Linked DNA regions of Mus musculus: region 2 is linked to region 1. A link is a contact called in public HiChIP or PLAC-seq data. All regions are on one chromosome and are shown on one strand. Each heading gives the region's core, a stretch centred on a gene start, on an enhancer-like site or on the middle of the called end of the contact. The rest is flanking DNA. Distances are from core to core; before and after follow the strand shown.

Region 1 (5,091 bases), core at 1,531-4,030:
GATATAGGTGCCCCCCACTCTGTGTGATTTGAGGTGAATGCCCCCAACAAGGCTATCCAAACCACATTTTTAAAAAAAGTGGGAAGAAGAGCAGTGTTCTCGCACACATATGAAAGCAGCCTTAATCCTCAAGGCTGGAGTATCTTTTTAACCCAGGCTACATACACACATGTAGAGACCCGGTTTTATTTCCCAGATAGACAGACCCTATGTGCTCAAATAAAATGAAGCTATTTCTGGCCTGGAGAGATCACTTAGGCTTTTGAAAATCCAACTTTGAAGAAATTAATTTCAGTGTTACCTGAAAACCCCTATAATTATTGTAAAGACAAATTCTTTTGCCCCTTTTTTTGGTCCCCACAAACCCCTCAAGCCTGCTAGCTGTGCTGTGTGAGCCACCTATAAGAAGGTGCATTTATTAAAGAGGTTATGAACTGGGTTTTGTTGTTATTTGGTTTTGCTTTGCTTTATTTAACCGCCCCATAAACGAGAACTTCCCACCCAAGGGTCTTCCACTGCACTCTGGATTTCGGCTGCTATGCTGAAGGTTCACCCTAAACAAGCTCTCTGAAAATGTCCATCTAGCATCAAAAAATATTTTTAAAGTAAAAAGGGTTTAGTAAAACAGGTCAAATTGTTGAGAAAGGACTTAGGCTTCCAAACAACATTTCCAAACACCCCCCCCAACAGATGTTTTCTCTTTTCTATTGTTTAAAATGTCTGCTATAATATTTTATACGCTCGATAAAATCTCTACAAGGCTAGCAGACCCTACACCTGAGATCAGAAACTGTGTTTCACAAATCCCAAGTTCCGGATGGAGGACAGTGTGGTGTTCTCTGCAAGCTGCCTGGCTTTGGGTTCGAGAGCAACCTACCTGGAATGTGTCCCCGACTCTGAAAGATCCCTGCAGTAGGACCCCTCTTAGAAATCTGCCCATTAAATATTTAAATGCTAAGGAGCTAAAGTGAAAAAGGCTCTTACCTCTCCAACCTTGATCATGCCCGCGGCGCACACGTCCACCGCCCTGCCAGACCACGTCTTGGCCGCCGCTAGCGCTGCGCTGGCATGCCCGCGGCCGCTGGCTGGAGTCCGGGGTGACTTGCGTTGGGCTCCTGGGCGCGCAGAAACAGCCGAGGGCAGTGCGGAGCCGCTCCCGCAACTCTTCGCAGGGTGGGACGGCCTCTGGCCAGCTTACGGCGAGGCCCCAAACCCGGGACCCACCGCTCTCCGGGCTTCTGCAGTCTTACATCCAACGACCCACCACGCAAGAGTGGCCCGAAGGATCGAGTCACGCGTCCACGGCTGGCGCCACTGGAGACCTTTGTCCCGGACGCCAACGAGAGTGTGCGGGCCCGCGTGCGCCCACGCCCTGCCGCGGAGGACCGGGCCGGCGTGCTCCGTGACTTTCTCCAAGTTCACGTGCATCCCGGAGCGGCCAGGCGGGCGCAGCGGGCCCGGACGCTCAGAGCCTGGCCGTCGGGCGGGCTCGGGACCCAGCGGCCCAGGGCGCGAGCGTGGCCACGGTGAGAGCCACCGGGGGCGGCCGGAGGGCACCGGGACGGAGCGGGCCACTCGTCTGGCGCTGCCCGGGCTCCGAATGCAGCGGTGGCTTGGCACAGACGCGCCGCGCGCCCGGTGCATGCTAATGGCCGGCGGGCGCGCCATGAATTATTCAGCAGCGGCGCGGAGAGGACGAGCGCGGCTCGGAGGGCGGCCTGGGCCGCGCGTCCCCCGCCGCTGCAGAGCGGCCGCACCGACTTCCCAAACTTTCCCCGGCCCGCACCGAGGATGCGGCCCCCGCGGCGCCGCGGTCCCCGCCCGAGCGCGCTGGCCGCGCTTCCCCCGTTGCCGCCTATTTTATGTCTTTTGTCTCGGAGTTGGCACCTGTCCCAGAGAGCGCGTTTCCCTGCCCACCCCTTCGCCGCCGGATCGGGGCGGGGGAGGGGGCACGGGGGACCGGGGAGGAGGGGACGAGGGAAGCGAGGCGCCCGCGCGCCCTGCGTCCTGGGGAGACCGCCCGGGGGCGGTGGCGGCGGCCGTGCCCGAGCACCCGGGCACCCCTGCTCCGCGGGGAGGTCAGGGTTGCGAACGCGCCCGGAATACCAACGAGGCCGCTGTGCCCGCTGCGGGCCCGTGCGTCCGGGCGCCGCCCCTCCCGGGCGGCCCCCACCCAGACGGGCGCGCTTGGGCTGGGAGGGCGGCGGGAGCTGCGGATTCGCCGCCCCGGCCCCGCGCCTGGCCCCGCAGCTCCGCGTGCGCGCCCCCGCAGGCACGCCGCCCCGGGCGCTCCCCGCTTGCGCGCGCCCGCCCCGCGGCCCCGCCCGTCGCCTTCGCGCGCCCACCCCACTGGGCACCGCACCGCGGAGACCCACCGGTAGAGCCCCGGGGCCAACGCAGCGGGGAGGGCTGAGCAGGAGCGCGTCCCCTGCCCGCGCTGCCCGCGCCACCCGCGCCGCCTTGGCACGGAGGCGGCTGCCCGGGCGCGCTCCGCGGCTGCGCTCCAAGGCTCTGGCTGCCATGATTGCGGGCAGTACCGGGACGCGCGTGCACGCTCGGGGCCGATTGGGACCCTCGGTCTACAGGATCCCCCTCTGCCCGCCCGCAGCCTGGTACGCGCAGAGGACAGCCGCCAGGGTCACGGAGCTCTAGATAGCGTACTGAGACAACGTTGTGGGCCCGATAGTGGCAGTGGCTTCCCGCAGGAAGGGCGCGCGCATGGGCGACCCAGCCAGTCCAACGGAGCAAGGGGCGCGGTGCCCAGCGGGGTACGGCAGGGAGAGCACACAACCTCTCGAATGGGTATGGGAAGTAATGCACAGAACTGAGCATGCAAAGGGGCCGTGCAAGGTGCCTGGGAAGGCATGGGATTCGCGGAGGCATGTTGCCCAGAGCTGGTGCCCACCTCCAGGCTCGCTCCTTTCCCGCTGGAAACAACTTCCTGCTATTAGGACTGGGGCACGGGAGCTGCGAGGGTAGTTCAAGGCCATGGCTTTGCTCTCAGCCCTTCAGCGACACTGCTGGCTCCAGGCCACCCCGGGCCCCTAAAAGGGGGAATGGGACGGCTGGGCTCCAGGACCTGGTTATTGGTTAGAATGCCAAGGAGGCCGCAGCGTCTTTCAGATCGCTTCACTGGCGCGCACAAGCGTTTTCCAAACACAGGCCAGCCTGGGCCTCAGGCTCTCAGAGACACATGTGAACACAGGGTCCCTAGACTTGGATTCCCTCCTCCTGTCCAGACATGCTCTGGATCACAGCCACTTGGACCTGGCTGGTTCTGGAGGTGTATGATAGCCCGTTGACGACCAGGGCCAGAGAGAACAAGGCCTCCAGGGCCCATCCCACAATCTCTGTGCCTGTCTCCCCCCTCCTCCTCCCCACTGGCCTTGGCATTCTAACCAGTGTCCTTTGACGTCATATCTCGCCATTTCTGTCAACCAATTGAAACTTGCTCGTTGTAATAAAAAATATAATTTTTTTATGCCATTGGTAAATTCAAAAGTTCCTCGTGTGTCCCGCTTCCCAGGAAACTTCATTCCACGTTGTATTGGACTGCCACGAGGGAGAACCTGAACATACTAGATAAAGGTAGCCTGGGCTTGCTGGCTCCGTCAGGGCCTTTAACTACTAGAAACCTGTTAAAGTCTAAGTACTGTAGACCACCATGACCCTGGCCTGTACAACAGCCACACCACTTCAGTGCAGGCAACCCCAGAACATACAGTTTAGGGGGAGGGGGAAAAAATCCAGGACACATCCTGCCCTGATCAACTTTCATTTTCTACAACTGCCAGTAGCTGAAGACAGTCACATCTAGTGAGCTTCATTCTTTTCTGTGGAAGAGTGTATTGTGGACCCAGGTCCTAGGGCTAGAGTCTCAGGGGCAGAAGGGCAGGGGCTCTTCAGTGTTATACCAGAGTGGCTCTGCCGAGTCTTCGCCACAGGGCTGGTGAAACCTATCTTTTCTGGCACTGTATGGTCCTTTACAATTCTCCTTACTGTGAGAGTTCCCAGCCTCGATCAGGAAGTGTGGCAAAGGGTGATCCTGTGCTAGGCAGTCTCCTGATACCACACAGATCCCTAGCAAGTCTCTTCTGCTGTAGCCACAGTAGGGGCTGGGGGGTGGGGTGGGGAGGGGGTAACCTCAACCGTGAGGCCAGAAAACACTAAAGAAGTCTTGTGGTCTAGTGAGGCCCTAGAAGAACAGAAGCTCTAGGACTGAGCTTAACTGCAGAGATACTGGTATTCCAAGCACCAGGCCCTTCTAAACGCCAAATCTGGTTTTCCCAAAATAATGAGCAAGCTCAGGAATGACCAAATGGGGATTCTAAACACAAATATATGGTGCTTATTCTCCCACAAAACTGCTCTCAAGTGCAAAGTCTAAAACGGTTGCATACCTTTGAGATATGCTCGTGAGGGGAAAAAAATAAAAGCTGCATCCAGACACTGCACTATAATAATCAATTTCTAATCACCCTTCCTAAACACCATAAATATTATAGGTAATGTGATATATGTTTTGTGATTAAATGACGGATTAAAACATTGAATTTTTTTAAAGGCAACAAATAAAAAGAGATTTATCTTCCTTTATGCCGCTTACAAGTTTTGTCCCCCACTGGTACAAATAGACTTGACAAGTGTATCATTACTGAGCTCCACGACTAAATGCCAGGATATTAGCTTTGTAATTTTCACCTGAAATCATTGTGTAATCACGCGGGGGTGCTAACCTTTTTATTAGCTGACTCCCCCCTTACTTTCACATGGTAATAAATTAATTTAATGTCTTCTCCCCCCCCACCCCTCCCCCTTCCCAATTTTTATTTGGTAACACAAGAAATTGGGTGAGTCAGAGCAATATTCAGGAACACATACATTTTAAAATTCTACCTGTACTTGGCAAGGGTTTGTATGTAATTTGGTTGCAAATTCAGAAATCAAATTCTGCCTAATTTAGGGGAAAATAATGGCCTTCAGGTAATTCGATTGGGCTTTATACAGTTTGGTTGGCTAGCTTTTTTTTTTTTTTTTGTCTACTTGGTATCATAGTAGTCAAAGGAAAAAAAATCAAACTGTGCTCAATTG
Region 2 (4,633 bases), core at 1,097-3,596, 390 kb before region 1:
ATTAGCCAACAAGGATCCCACAGCAGAATACTAAGCCTTTGGTTCTCCAGACATGAATTCTGTCCAGATGTGGCATGGCTGGAGTTGCTATTTCTAAACAGCTGTAACTTCCTATGCCGTACAAGCACAGCCAAGTCTCAGAGCCTCCGGTGACACTGTTTCCATTGTGTGGAGCACTCGCTATTGTGAGGCAGAAATGTTGATTCAGGAAACAGGTCCGACTCTCCTCTTTCTAGGTGGTGAAGGTGAAGGTGAAGCCCAGAGAGAATGAGGACAGCGGAGGCCACGGCTGTTGGCACCGACGACTGCGCTGTCTGCTGGCGCCACTCCGGGGGAGCCACGATAATGGAGGGCACCAGGAGGTTTGGAGAGAGAGAGACCACTGGTTTTCCCTTAAGGAATACACCTCTGCAAAAACCTCTCTGCCTGCCTGGGGAGGAGGCACAGGATAAACAGGTGCCCAGGCTGGGTGGAAACAGACCTCAACTCTGAGACTATCTCGGGCAGTTTATAGGACATAAGTTCTAGCATGGACTCAGACAGACATCTCCGGAACCAACAGGGACAGCCATGTTCACCACCATCAGCCAGGATGGCAGAGGAAAGCAGGGAAATGATGGTCCACAAAGAATTCCATCCTGGGTATCCAACCTCCTAGATATCCTAGCCCGTACCCCTGGGAGTTCAGTAATCAGTACCACAGCAAAGGCAGGGGGCTCCAAGTCCACAAGCAGTTTGGGGAGGAGGGAGGAGCAGGCATGTTGACTGAGACTCCCAGCTGGGGTGTCCCAGAGAGCATCTTTATATTGTGGCTTCATCCTAGCACGGGTCAGGGATACTAAATAAAGCACTCTGACTGGACTGGGCTGTGTATCCCCAAATGGGCCTGGGAACAGGTTGGGCAGAATGAGAGAAGATTCTTCCGATCTCTGCAGGGCCACTAAGCCACCTGAGAGGCACAGGGTGGATGGCCTTGCCTGACTCCTCACCTAGAGTGTGTCTGGCTGCCGTGGAACCCACACCATCTTGTTAACTCTTATCTTGTCATTAGTCACCCACTGATAAGGAAACTGAGGCAGGGCTGGTTTTGTGACAGTGCCTTGCCCGATCTCACAGAACAGGTATCCGAGATAAACTAACTTCCAACTGTCCTTTATTTCAAACCCTACAGAGCCTGGACCATGACCCCTCCTTCTGAACCTGGCCCTAAAGCAAGCTCCTACCTGGCTGGGGTTCAGCGAAATTGAGGATTGGGGGGGGGAGTGCGTTAAGACTCAGCACCTTTAATTTTGTCCCTAATCTACACAAGGCAAGGCAGGAAGGGAACCCACTCTGAACAAGGTCCCCCCAAACTGAATCTCTCTTATCTCTGAAAATGGGAAGTTCCAAAGAGTACAAGGTTCTGCCTCTGGCCCTAGAAGCCTGCTTCTTACCCTGGCCACGGGTAGGAAGGCCACAGGGGAACCAACATCCAGACTAGTCAGTCCCTCTCCACCCTTCAGAGGTGCTGGTCCCGCTCTGGACAGATGAAGTCTTAGGTTAGGGACTGCCACACAGCACCCCACCTTAACGGTTGTATAAACACATAGGCCTAAGCTCCAGCCCAGGTGCCAACTGTCCCCAGAATCCCATAGGCTAATTCCAAATGAAAGGAAAAGATATAACAGAGAGCAGGGTGTGGAAAGGGAGCAAGCGTCCACAACTTTTCCCCGGGTCATCTGTTGGGCCACACCGGCCTGGACAGCCCTCCTCCTTTTCAGTCCTCCCCCACCACCAAGAGAGTGGGTCAGTAGGACGACATTTGCTGTGCCCTCATCCTGACCCCCCCGCTAGCGGCCTAGGCATGGTGACCCATCTAATGACTCCCCCACATCATAGTTTGGGCCCTGCGTCCCATCGACGTCTGCCTCTCGCCCACCAGGACCCTGACCCGCACAGCGCCCGTGGTACGCGCGAGGGGCGGCCGTGACGCGCGCCCCGGGAGCGTGTGTGCGGGGGCGCGCCCGCGCTGCTCCCCGAAGGGAGGGTCGCTGCTGTGGGCCACCGAGTGAGAGTGTGGGCACACGGGGTCGCGGCCCGGCAGCTAGGACAGAGCGTGGCCAGCGTCGCCCAGGTCCGTGTGGGAGTCCGCGTGCGCGCCGCTTACCCTGCGGGATGATCGGGGCCAACTCTCATCCACCCGCCGCCGCGGCGCCCCCCTGGCCGGCCACCCGGCCGCGCTGCACCTGCCGCCCTCCCGGGAGCCCAGCGGCGCCGGGGAGCGGGGACTACGCGGCCCCGCGGGTGCCGGCCACGAGCGCGGAGGCGGCGCCGCGTCGCGCGCTCACGTCCTGCTGCGCGGAGTCTGCGCGCCCCCCGACCGGGCCTGCGCAAGCCGCCGCCCCGCTCCGCCCCCTCGCCTCCCCGCCCTCCCTGCCCGGTGTGTGCGCGCGCGCGCGCCCGATCACGCGGCGCCGCCTTTGTTTGGGTGACCCACGTGGGTCCTCGCCGCGCGTGCCCACGCGCACGCGTGGCCGCCTGCCAGTCGCAGCCACGGGCACAACCGAGCACAAGGATACACTCCACTGTCACCTCTCTCCCGGCGAACTGGCTTGACGGTTACTGCCAAATGGAGACCCGCGCTTGGTGTAGAAATACTTGTCCTGGCACCGCCAGGCTGGACTCAGAGCACAGCTCCACACTGGGAAAAGGACATGGAACCTCCACCTGGAGGGCAGTGAGCAACTCCTCCCTTCTCTCCCACTCAGTACCTAACCAGGAATGCCACATACCTTTAAATGTCACCGTAGCGATAGGAAGCCTACTTTAGCTCTAGTACTATCTTAAAGGAAAAGAGATCCTCCAGGAGTCACTTCCCCCGTTTTGACTCGCCTTTCAAAAACCAGGGTTGACAAGGACCCAGAAAGATAACTAATGAACCTGGTAAAAGACCACACCCTCCAGAACCCCAGGCCCTAGCCTGGTTGGAGGACTGACCTGCAGCACCGTATGGGGTCTGACCTAGGAGGTCCACTGTAGGGTACGAGGGTGACTGTAGCAAACTCAGCATCAGCAAGTGGAGACAGCACATTAGACCTGTGACCACATGACCCGCTTGCACTGCGGGGCTTTGACGACCTCACCTCCAACCCTCTCAATCCAGAACTGTCCCCCACCTTATTATGTCTCAAGCACCCCAGGAGATTTGAGGAATGCTGAAGGACTCTGAAGCTTTCTGGGGGGTGGGGTGGGTGGGGGCAGGATTCAGGCCCCCTTTTGTCCTCCAGCATTGCCTACCTTCCAGACAGGCCTTTGTCCCAGGGTCTGGGGCTGGCATCCAGAGAGGCTCCTGTAGGTGAGCTCTCTCTCTCTCTGAATGCAGAGTGAGAAGCAATGCCCATGTGTAGCACAACATGAGGTCTGTCCAATGGCTCTTGGCTGGCAGTGTGAGATGCCAGGCTAAGCTGCCTGCAGGGCTTGGTCTTGGCAAGATGAGAGCTACTTTGGGCAGGAACCTCCTCTGAGTCACCTTTGTGCGGCATCCCAGCCCAATGCCACACCAATCTCGCTGGTTCCTCCTACCCCTGGCTTTCCCTGCTTCCTCTCTGTCCTACAGCAAAACCGGACTCTGGTCGTCGCCCCACCCCCACCGCCCCCTGCAAGCACAAGTGCTACTTTCCTGCCTCCAGGATTGCCTAGACCATATCCTCCCTGGGGCGCGGAGGAGGGGGGAGCCTCTCCACTCTGGCCCTACCCAACCTTCCAAGCTAACTCCAAAGTTTCAGCTCCACAAAGCCTCCCTTGACCAGTCGCCCAGTTAGAAAATGTTTCTAGCTTCCCAGGAAGCCAGAGTTCTCGGGAGTCATTCCCCACCCTTCTCCTGTGAACTCAGCTGGGCAGCTTCTACCAGGAGAGGTTCGATGCATTCATGTAGGGATCCCTCCCTGCTGAAGTTAAAGTGTGTCTCCAGAGTCCCTGCATTGCAAGCTTAATCCCCAGTACACCCATGTGGCACGTGATTACTTTGAAGGGCTCTGCCCTCAGAAAGGCTTTATGATCTGAGCTGGCTTTATAGAGTAGGCTCTCGATGGAAGGTGGGTTGGTTTGAATGAGAAATGGCCCCCATAGGCTCATATTTTGAATGCTTGGTTCCCCAGATGGTGACATTGTTTGGGAAGGATTAGAAGGTGTGGCCTTGCTAGAGGAGGTGTGTTTCTGGTGTGCTTGAGGTTCCACAAACCCATATTCCTGGTTAACTTTCTCCCTGCCTCATGTCTGTGTCTCAAGGTATAAGCTCCCAGCGACCGCTCCAGCACCATGCCTGCCTGTCTGCTACCATGTTGCCTGCCGTGATAGTTAACGGACTAACCCATGGGAGTCCCAGATTAGACACTTGTCTGTAAGTCACCTTGGTCATAATGTCTCATCAAAGCAATAGAAAAGTAAGTCCCTGACATGCACTCATGAGGATGGCATGACAGGCAGGTCCTCACTATCACACAGGACATCCTGAAGCCAGCCAGCACAGCTGCAGAAGGGCTCTATGCGAGGTGTTACAGGAAGCCCTGCCCCTCACGTCCAGTCACTCTCTCTGGCTTCCTGTTCCTCTGTAGACAGGCCCTGCCCTCAGCTCCTGACCCCAGGGGAGAATCCT

The links. HiChIP or PLAC-seq counts read pairs in DNA pulled down with a chosen protein or histone mark.
Region 2: an HNF4G HiChIP or PLAC-seq map of pancreatic cancer cells shows a contact between it and region 1. The contact joins the promoter of Gramd4 here to the enhancer-like site in region 1. A contact is called at or near these places in 3 of 39 promoter capture datasets (embryonic stem cells, hematopoietic stem and progenitor cells and maxillary cranial neural crest), 5 of 484 Hi-C or Micro-C datasets (the G1E-ER4 cell line, cortical neurons and embryonic stem cells), 7 of 115 datasets of contacts at active chromatin or transcription factors (embryonic forebrain, embryonic stem cells, forebrain and 3 more) and 1 of 9 other capture datasets (embryonic stem cells).

The regions. Positions count from the first base shown.
Region 1 is chr15:85,668,015-85,673,105 of GRCm38.p6, reverse strand. No RefSeq gene overlaps it. Among named protein-coding and RNA genes, the nearest start is that of Lncppara, 33 kb to the left of the region's middle. Within about 2 kb of position 2,780, at least 278 of the 459 cell types and tissues checked have an H3K27ac peak or open chromatin away from gene starts, as enhancers often do. A contact at or near this core is called in the G1E-ER4 cell line, cortical neurons, forebrain and 2 more, where this site is marked.
Region 2 is chr15:86,056,475-86,061,107 of GRCm38.p6, reverse strand. It overlaps Gramd4 (GRAM domain containing 4), which reads right to left and starts at 2,346. Exons shown (of 19, transcript NM_001379572.1): 1 at 2,147-2,346. The coding sequence starts at 2,175. It overlaps Gm41375 (a long non-coding RNA gene), which reads left to right and starts at 2,492. Exons shown (of 3, transcript XR_875536.2): 1 at 2,492-2,716; 2 at 4,267-4,378.